Regions from separate parts of the Gossypium hirsutum genome. Here region 2 is linked to region 1. Evidence: chromatin contacts called from public Hi-C data. All regions are on one chromosome and are shown on one strand. Each heading gives the region's core, a stretch centred on a gene start, on an enhancer-like site or on the middle of the called end of the contact. The rest is flanking DNA. Distances are from core to core; before and after follow the strand shown. Region 1 holds the start of LOC121202817 (NAC domain-containing protein 83). Region 2 holds the start of LOC107943753 (probable L-type lectin-domain containing receptor kinase VII.2).

Region 1 (3,421 bases), core at 433-2,932:
GATTTTTTTTAATTAATTGAAAAAGCAAAGTACATACTAAGTAACTTATCACTTAAAAAATTACAATGATTGAATTTTATAATTTTATTTAAGATTAAACTATCCTTTAAATAGTAAATAACAAAATAGTTCAAATTAATTTATTTATTATTACTTTCAACATTGTTTAAAATATTTACTTTTAAGTTTTATAATAATTTTAAACTTAACACTTTGATTTTTGTATATTTAGATTAAAATATACCATTAATTAATAACATAAAATGCAAAAAAATCATTGTAAAAAATATTTATATTTAACAACATCAACATGGTAATCAAATTTATAATTAAAACAATCAATATTAAGCATATAAATTTTCATACTAAAATTTTTTAATCACCTAACGTTGTCTTTAAATATATATATATATATATTAATTTATACTCAATGCAGTAATAATATATTAAATGACACATCATCATTTTAAAATAATAAGTAATTATTACTGAAAGCTACTAACATATTTCACTTAAACAAAATTGTACATCGTTTTCACTTAAAAATATAGTATATGGTGGGAAAAAAATAATAGAATGAGTGAAGAAGATATTTGTTTTGGGGGACAAGACGGCTTATTTTTAATTTTTTTTTTGAAAGATATATATCCCATTGGCACAAGTAATCGTCTCCGCCTACATACGTTAAACATGCACTAATAATTATATCAAACAATTGAAGCCTCCACTTTGCTTCATAATTTTCATTGTTGCTGCCTTCATCACGTAGCAAATTTCATTTTCTTTTCTTTTCTTTTCTTTTTTATTATAATATAAAAATAATACATCCTCACATTTATTTATCTAATGTTTTTACAAATAAGTCTACTTACTGATATTGTGGAAAATTTTGTTCATTTGCGAGTCATGGATTTAAAATTACTATAATATCTAATAAATTATTAATTTTATTTCTATTTTAGAAAAACTTTAAGGGTGAATTTAAAATATTTTAAAAAAATTGAGATATAATTTAAGAGTGAAATTACGAATGAAACCTTTGATTTTATGTAATAAGTAGAAGGAAAGAGGGCAAAAGGATAGAAAAGATGTTGAGATTTTGCTGTATCCAGAAACCAACGGCTAACAATATGTTGTCCCCTGCGATGCATGCCCGACGAGTGGTTGCCTTGTCTATAAAAGGGGTTTTGTGAAGGGTACTTGCGTACTTTCATTACCGCACCCATTATAATGTCTTTGGGTGAGCTCCAGCTGTAACCATAATGACATCGACCTGACTTCACCCCTTTCGATCCTTAATTAGGAGGGCATGTATGTCCGACCACTTTATTTTCATACATTTACCGAAAGACCCACCTGATTTTTCTTGACCAAACTACCCCTCCCATCCTCCAAACTTTCCGCAAGGAGGATAACATAGTCGTCCAATCAAACACAAAATCTCTTAAATTTTTTAAAATTAAATATTTTATTTTTTTGAGTGAATTAAACCATAACTCAAATTACGAAGATTATGAAAGAATGTTTGAGAAATAAATACGTAAAAGATATCTCTTATTCCCATAACTCAAAAACAAAGTGAAGTGAAGAAATGGGATTTTGAAACTGCCCCCACAGATCACAGATGTACGTTTAGGTAAATGAGTAAATAATTGGAAACAGCTACGGTTATTCCCATACGCATAGGGAGGAAGTCGAAGTAAACTAGGCTTCCAACTTTAGACGCTTTCACTTGTGCTTTAAATTCAATAACTTCAACCATTTCGATTTTAAACTTGTTTAAACGTTTTTTGTTAAAATAGCGTCAAAAAAGAGATTGAGTCTAGTTTACGCCAATTGGATCCCCTGCCCTCCTTATTCTATTCGCCTCTTAAGAACCCCCCCACCATTACCCTTCTATAAAGACGCCACACTTTTCCCTCTCAATTACTCACCACCCCTCTCTCTCTCTCTCTCTCATATCACCAACTGTGTTGAAGATGGAGAAGCTTAATTTTGTAAAGAATGGTGTGCTGAGATTGCCTCCTGGCTTTCGTTTCCATCCTACGGATGAAGAGTTAGTGGTTCAGTACTTGAGACGAAAAGTGCTTGCTTGCCCTTTGCCTGCCTCTATCATACCCGAAGTCGATGTTTGTAAAGCTGATCCTTGGGATTTGCCAGGTTGATTTTAATTTCTCATTTACCACCAAATCTTTTGGGACCAAAAATTAGATTTTTTTTTCTGAATGTTCGTTTGTGTGGTTGAGCAGGTGATTTGGAGCAGGAGAGGTATTTTTTCAGCACTAGAGAAGCCAAGTATCCTAATACCAATAGATCAAACAGAGCCACTATTTCAGGTTACTGGAAAGCAACTGGAATCGACAAACAAATTGTAACATCTAGGAGCAACCAAGCTGTGGGTATGAAGAAAACTCTGGTTTTTTATAGAGGAAAAGCCCCAAATGGATGTAGGACTGATTGGATTATGCATGAATATCGTGTTGTTAGCACCGAGACAGCTGCTTCCAATGCCCCACCCAATAAGAAGAACCAAACTCAGGTCAATTGCCATATTACATTGTTGCTTTCATTATGCCTGTATGTGTTGGTCAAAGCAAAATCATTGATTTTGCATTAAAAAATCTGTGCAGAACAATGTGGTGCCGATGGAAAATTGGGTGCTGTGCCGCATATTCTTGAAGAAAAGAAGTGCTAAAAACGATGAAGGCCTGCAATCTTGCAACCAAAGAATTGGTAAATTAAGGACAAGCAAGCCTGTCTTCTATGATTTCCTGACCAAAGACAGGGCTGACTTAAACCTAGCCCCTTCTTCCTCGTCATCCGTCTCCAGTGGGATCACCCAAGTTTCAAATAATGACACGGATGACCACGAGGAAAGCAGTTGTTGCAATAGTTTTCCTTATTTCAGAAGAAAACCCTAAAAAGTCACAGTTCACACCCTTTTTTTTTTCTCTCTCTTTTCCTGCCTGTACCAGTAGCTCGGATTCTGATTAGCCAATCAGTGTAACATCTTCAAAGAAAAGAAAAGAAAAGAAAAACTAGTCTAGTGTTTGGTAATTTATGTCTTTGTGTCTCTTTGTCTGTGATTATAAGGAAGAGATAGAATTCGGCATTAACTATTAAATGAAAGAGCAAACTGTGTTATAAAACATGGTTATCCCCTTTTAATGTAATCTCTAAATGTTATCAAGTTAGTGATATTAGCCTCCTTTTGGTACCTCATTTATGGTCAACTTTACTTTGATTTGCACATGAGCATTGTAAAGCTAGGTAAAAAAGGCTAATGGTTTTTAAAAGAAGGAAATGCAGAAAAAGAAAAAGGCATACAGTAATATATATGAGAACTTTACCAAAAGCTGAAATCTTTTTGAGAAGCATGAGAATAAGGCATAAGATCTTTGCAAATCAGCATTGGGCGAGT
Region 2 (3,421 bases), core at 589-3,088, 810 kb before region 1:
CAAGTGACAGAAAATTCATTGTTTGTCACCGCTCGCAGAGCTGAATAGACATCATTTTATGGTTTTTCAATCTTTGTGGTAAAGCTGGGAAAATCAGGTAATCTAAATACCAAGAGATAATTAGTTTACAGGATTTACCATGTATAGTGAACAAGAAAAAGTAGATGTTATTTGTTATATAGAGTATTTGAGCAAAAGCACTCATTTATCTTCTTTGATTTGGTAAGCTATAAATATGGCTTTTATAGGATACAATTCTCTGGCTTTGTAGGTGATTACTACTTGTGTTTTTTTTTTATACATCAATAATAGAATCAATTAGAAGGATTACAATTTTGAAACTGTTTCTTGCCATTGTCTTATTTCTTCATAAATGATTTGGAAGTGGATTAAAAAAAAAAGAAGATTTGTTTGATCCACTGTTAAGGGAGTTTAGTTTTTCCGTGGGATCTGCTTCTTAGGGTATATTTAAAAAATAAAATAAAAATTTAAAGAACAAACTAATTAAAAAAAAAAAAACATGTGACATTCTTATGATTTAAAATGTTTATGTATATAAAATATTTGGTTCACTTGGGTATTTGTAATTTCTTTTCATTCTTGCACTTAACTTCAAATCAATGATTCAATATGGACCAAATTTGTAAATTATCACCTAAAATACAGGTAATATAAGTTTGGAGACAAAGATTAGAAAGCAAGTTAAAATGCAAGTTTTAAAATTGAAATGGTCTTTTTCCGCCAACTTATAAAAACGATTCTCAAATTTTTTTCAATTAGTCTGCTTTTCTTTGCACTTAATTGAGTATTTAAATGGTTAAAATTTACTAAAAAGATTATTTGATCGTATCATGTGTAAGAATGATAAAAAAATAAAAATTAATAAAAGTTATAGAAATTATTAAATTTTAATAAAAATATAATTTTTTTAAAATTTTATAAAATCATAAGAAAATTATAAAAATTATCATACCAAAAGTAGTATTTTATAATTTTTCTATAACTTTTATTGATTTTTATTTTTAGCATTTTTTGCTATATGACACGTGTTGCAACATGTGATAACTTTAACTAAAGAATCACTTAGGTTCATTAGGTTAATGGTTAAATGAGTTTTTTTTATGTATTTTATAATTTTTTTGTATGATTTTTATAAAATTTTATATTTTTTACGATTTTTATGATCTTTTTATAATTTTTAATATTTTATATTTTTTATTAAAATTTAATAATTTTTTATTTTTATTTTTTAACTTTTTTGCTACATGTCACGTTGTAATTGTGACACGGGGTGGCTTTAACTGAAACAAATTAGGGTTAATTAACTTTAACGATCAAATGATTTTTTTAATGAATTTTGACAATTTAAGTACTCAATTGAGCACAAAAAAAAACAGACTTTAATTAATTTTTTTGAAAAAAATTGAGGACCTTTTTGATAAATATTAAAAATTTAAGTACTCAATTGAATAAAAAAGGTAAGAATTTAATTGTTTTTTTTAAATTAGGGTTTTTAACCCTTAAGCCAATTGAAATTGATTGATGAAAATTAATAATTAATGTTTTTGGGAAAAAAAATTGTTAAAATTATTAGTTAATTAAGAATTTTTATGAAATCAATTTTAAAAATTAAATTGAATATATGAAAATGTATAACTTTGGTTAAAGGTTAAAATTTGTAAATAAATTGGGGTGCCAATGAGAAAGCTAAAGAGTAATTCTTGGAATCTAATATATGAAATTAGAAGCATTCATACTACCAAGAAGATAGAAAGAGATAGTTCAAAATTGAAAGGCTACGTTGTTTTACCTTGTTCAACAAAGCCTGTATTTGTCCAGGCCACCAATCGAGTGGCGCACTTAGATAGATTTGAGTAAAGCTTTTTTTATTTTTATTTTTTAATCAATTTGATCCAGCTCAACCCTTATCTTGTCGGCTCATTACCACCCCATTCTCCACTCCACCATTATTATTGTACTGTATTTCTTACCTTCCCGCCGCTTCCTTTGCGAATATTAGTTAAACTACTTAATTATTATTCAACAATTATTTATGTGATAGATTTTGAACACTTCTGTTTGTATGTTGTTCTTTTTACGCGTCCAACACAGTTGCCTTCCTTCAAATGCAAGCTAAAATCCTAAAATGCACGCCACTCTTTACGTGCAAAACTACAGCTTTATCTTCTCTTCTTGGATCTTTAGAAATATATTCCTCATGTCTCCCTTCTTGTTTTCAACTGCAATAACCTTCCTTTTGTTCTTCCCTTGGGTTTCATCTGTTGAATTCGTTTACAATACCAACTTCAACTCCACCAATCTCTTGACTTTTGGTGATGCTACTATTGATTCTTCCATCCTCTCCATCACAAATGGGACTTTTTCTATTGGTCGTGCTTTGTACCCTTCGAAGATCCCAGTGAAGTCATCATCAAATTCATCAAAGTTACTTCCTTTCTATACTTCTTTCGTTTTCTCCATTGCCCCTCTCAAGGGTTTTCTCCCAGGTCATGGATTTGCTTTTGCCTTCTTGCCTACTGCTGGTATAGCTGGTGCCAGTTCGTCTCAGAATCTGGGTCTTTTCAACTTTTCCAACAATGGTAATCCCAACAGCAGTATCTTTGGTGTCGAGTTTGATGTGTTTGCAAACCAAGAATTTGATGATATCAATGATAACCATGTGGGTGTTGATGTGAACTCCTTGAAATCTGTTGCTTCAAGTCTTACAGGGTTTTGGGGAGGGAGTGAAGGTGATAAGTTGAAGGGATTGAAGCTTAATAATGGTGTTAATTATCAAGTCTGGGTTGATTATGAAGATTCTATTTTAAATGTTACTATGGCGAAAGTGGGGGATAAAAGGCCTATAAGGCCTTTGATAAGTGTGTTTGTGAACCTTTCTACTGTTTTTCTTGATGAAATGCATGTAGGATTTGCTGGAGCAACAGGCCAGTTGGTTGAGAGTCATAGGATTCTGGCTTGGAGCTTTAGTAATTCGAATCCCTCAATTGGTAATGCTTTGGTCACTACTAATTTGCCTTCATTTGTGCCACCAAAGGATTCTGTGTTTGAATCAACAGGGTTCATAGTTGGAGTTACCATTGGGGCTGTCTTGCTTGTTAGCTTTTGCATTGCAATGTACTTTCTTTTGGTTAGATTTAGAAGGAAAAGAAATGGTAAGAAAGATGATATTGAAAATTGGGAATTGGAGTATTGGCCTCACAGGATTGGGTATCAAGAGATCTATGCAGCAACAAAGGCATTTTCAGATGAAAATGTGATTGGTTCTGGAGGTAATGGGAATGTCTATAAAGGGGTATTGAAAGAAGGACAAGAAGTTGCAGTGAAGAAAATTTCTAATGAAAGTGAGCATGGGATTAGAGAGTTTTTGGCTGAGGTTTCAAGTCTAGGGAGATTGAAGCAT

Evidence for each region. Hi-C and Micro-C count contacts between places; a contact is called where the count stands out from the background.
Region 2: a Hi-C map of leaf shows a contact between it and region 1, with 1.9 times the contacts expected there. The contact joins the promoter of LOC107943753 here to the promoter of LOC121202817 in region 1. A contact is called at or near these places in 2 of 34 Hi-C or Micro-C datasets (both in leaf).

What each region holds. Positions count from the first base shown.
Region 1 is chrA04:80,992,785-80,996,205 of Gossypium_hirsutum_v2.1, reverse strand. LOC121202817 (NAC domain-containing protein 83) reads left to right here and starts at 1,682. Exons shown (of 3, transcript XM_041111479.1): 1 at 1,682-2,160; 2 at 2,250-2,539; 3 at 2,631-3,217. The coding sequence starts at 1,980. The coding sequence ends at 2,921.
Region 2 is chrA04:81,805,534-81,808,954 of Gossypium_hirsutum_v2.1, reverse strand. LOC107943753 (probable L-type lectin-domain containing receptor kinase VII.2) reads left to right here and starts at 1,838. Exons shown (of 1, transcript XM_016877545.2): 1 at 1,838-3,421. The coding sequence starts at 2,147. It overlaps LOC107943755 (probable serine/threonine-protein kinase At1g54610), which reads left to right. Exons shown (of 8, transcript XM_016877548.2): 8 at 1-341. The coding sequence ends at 48.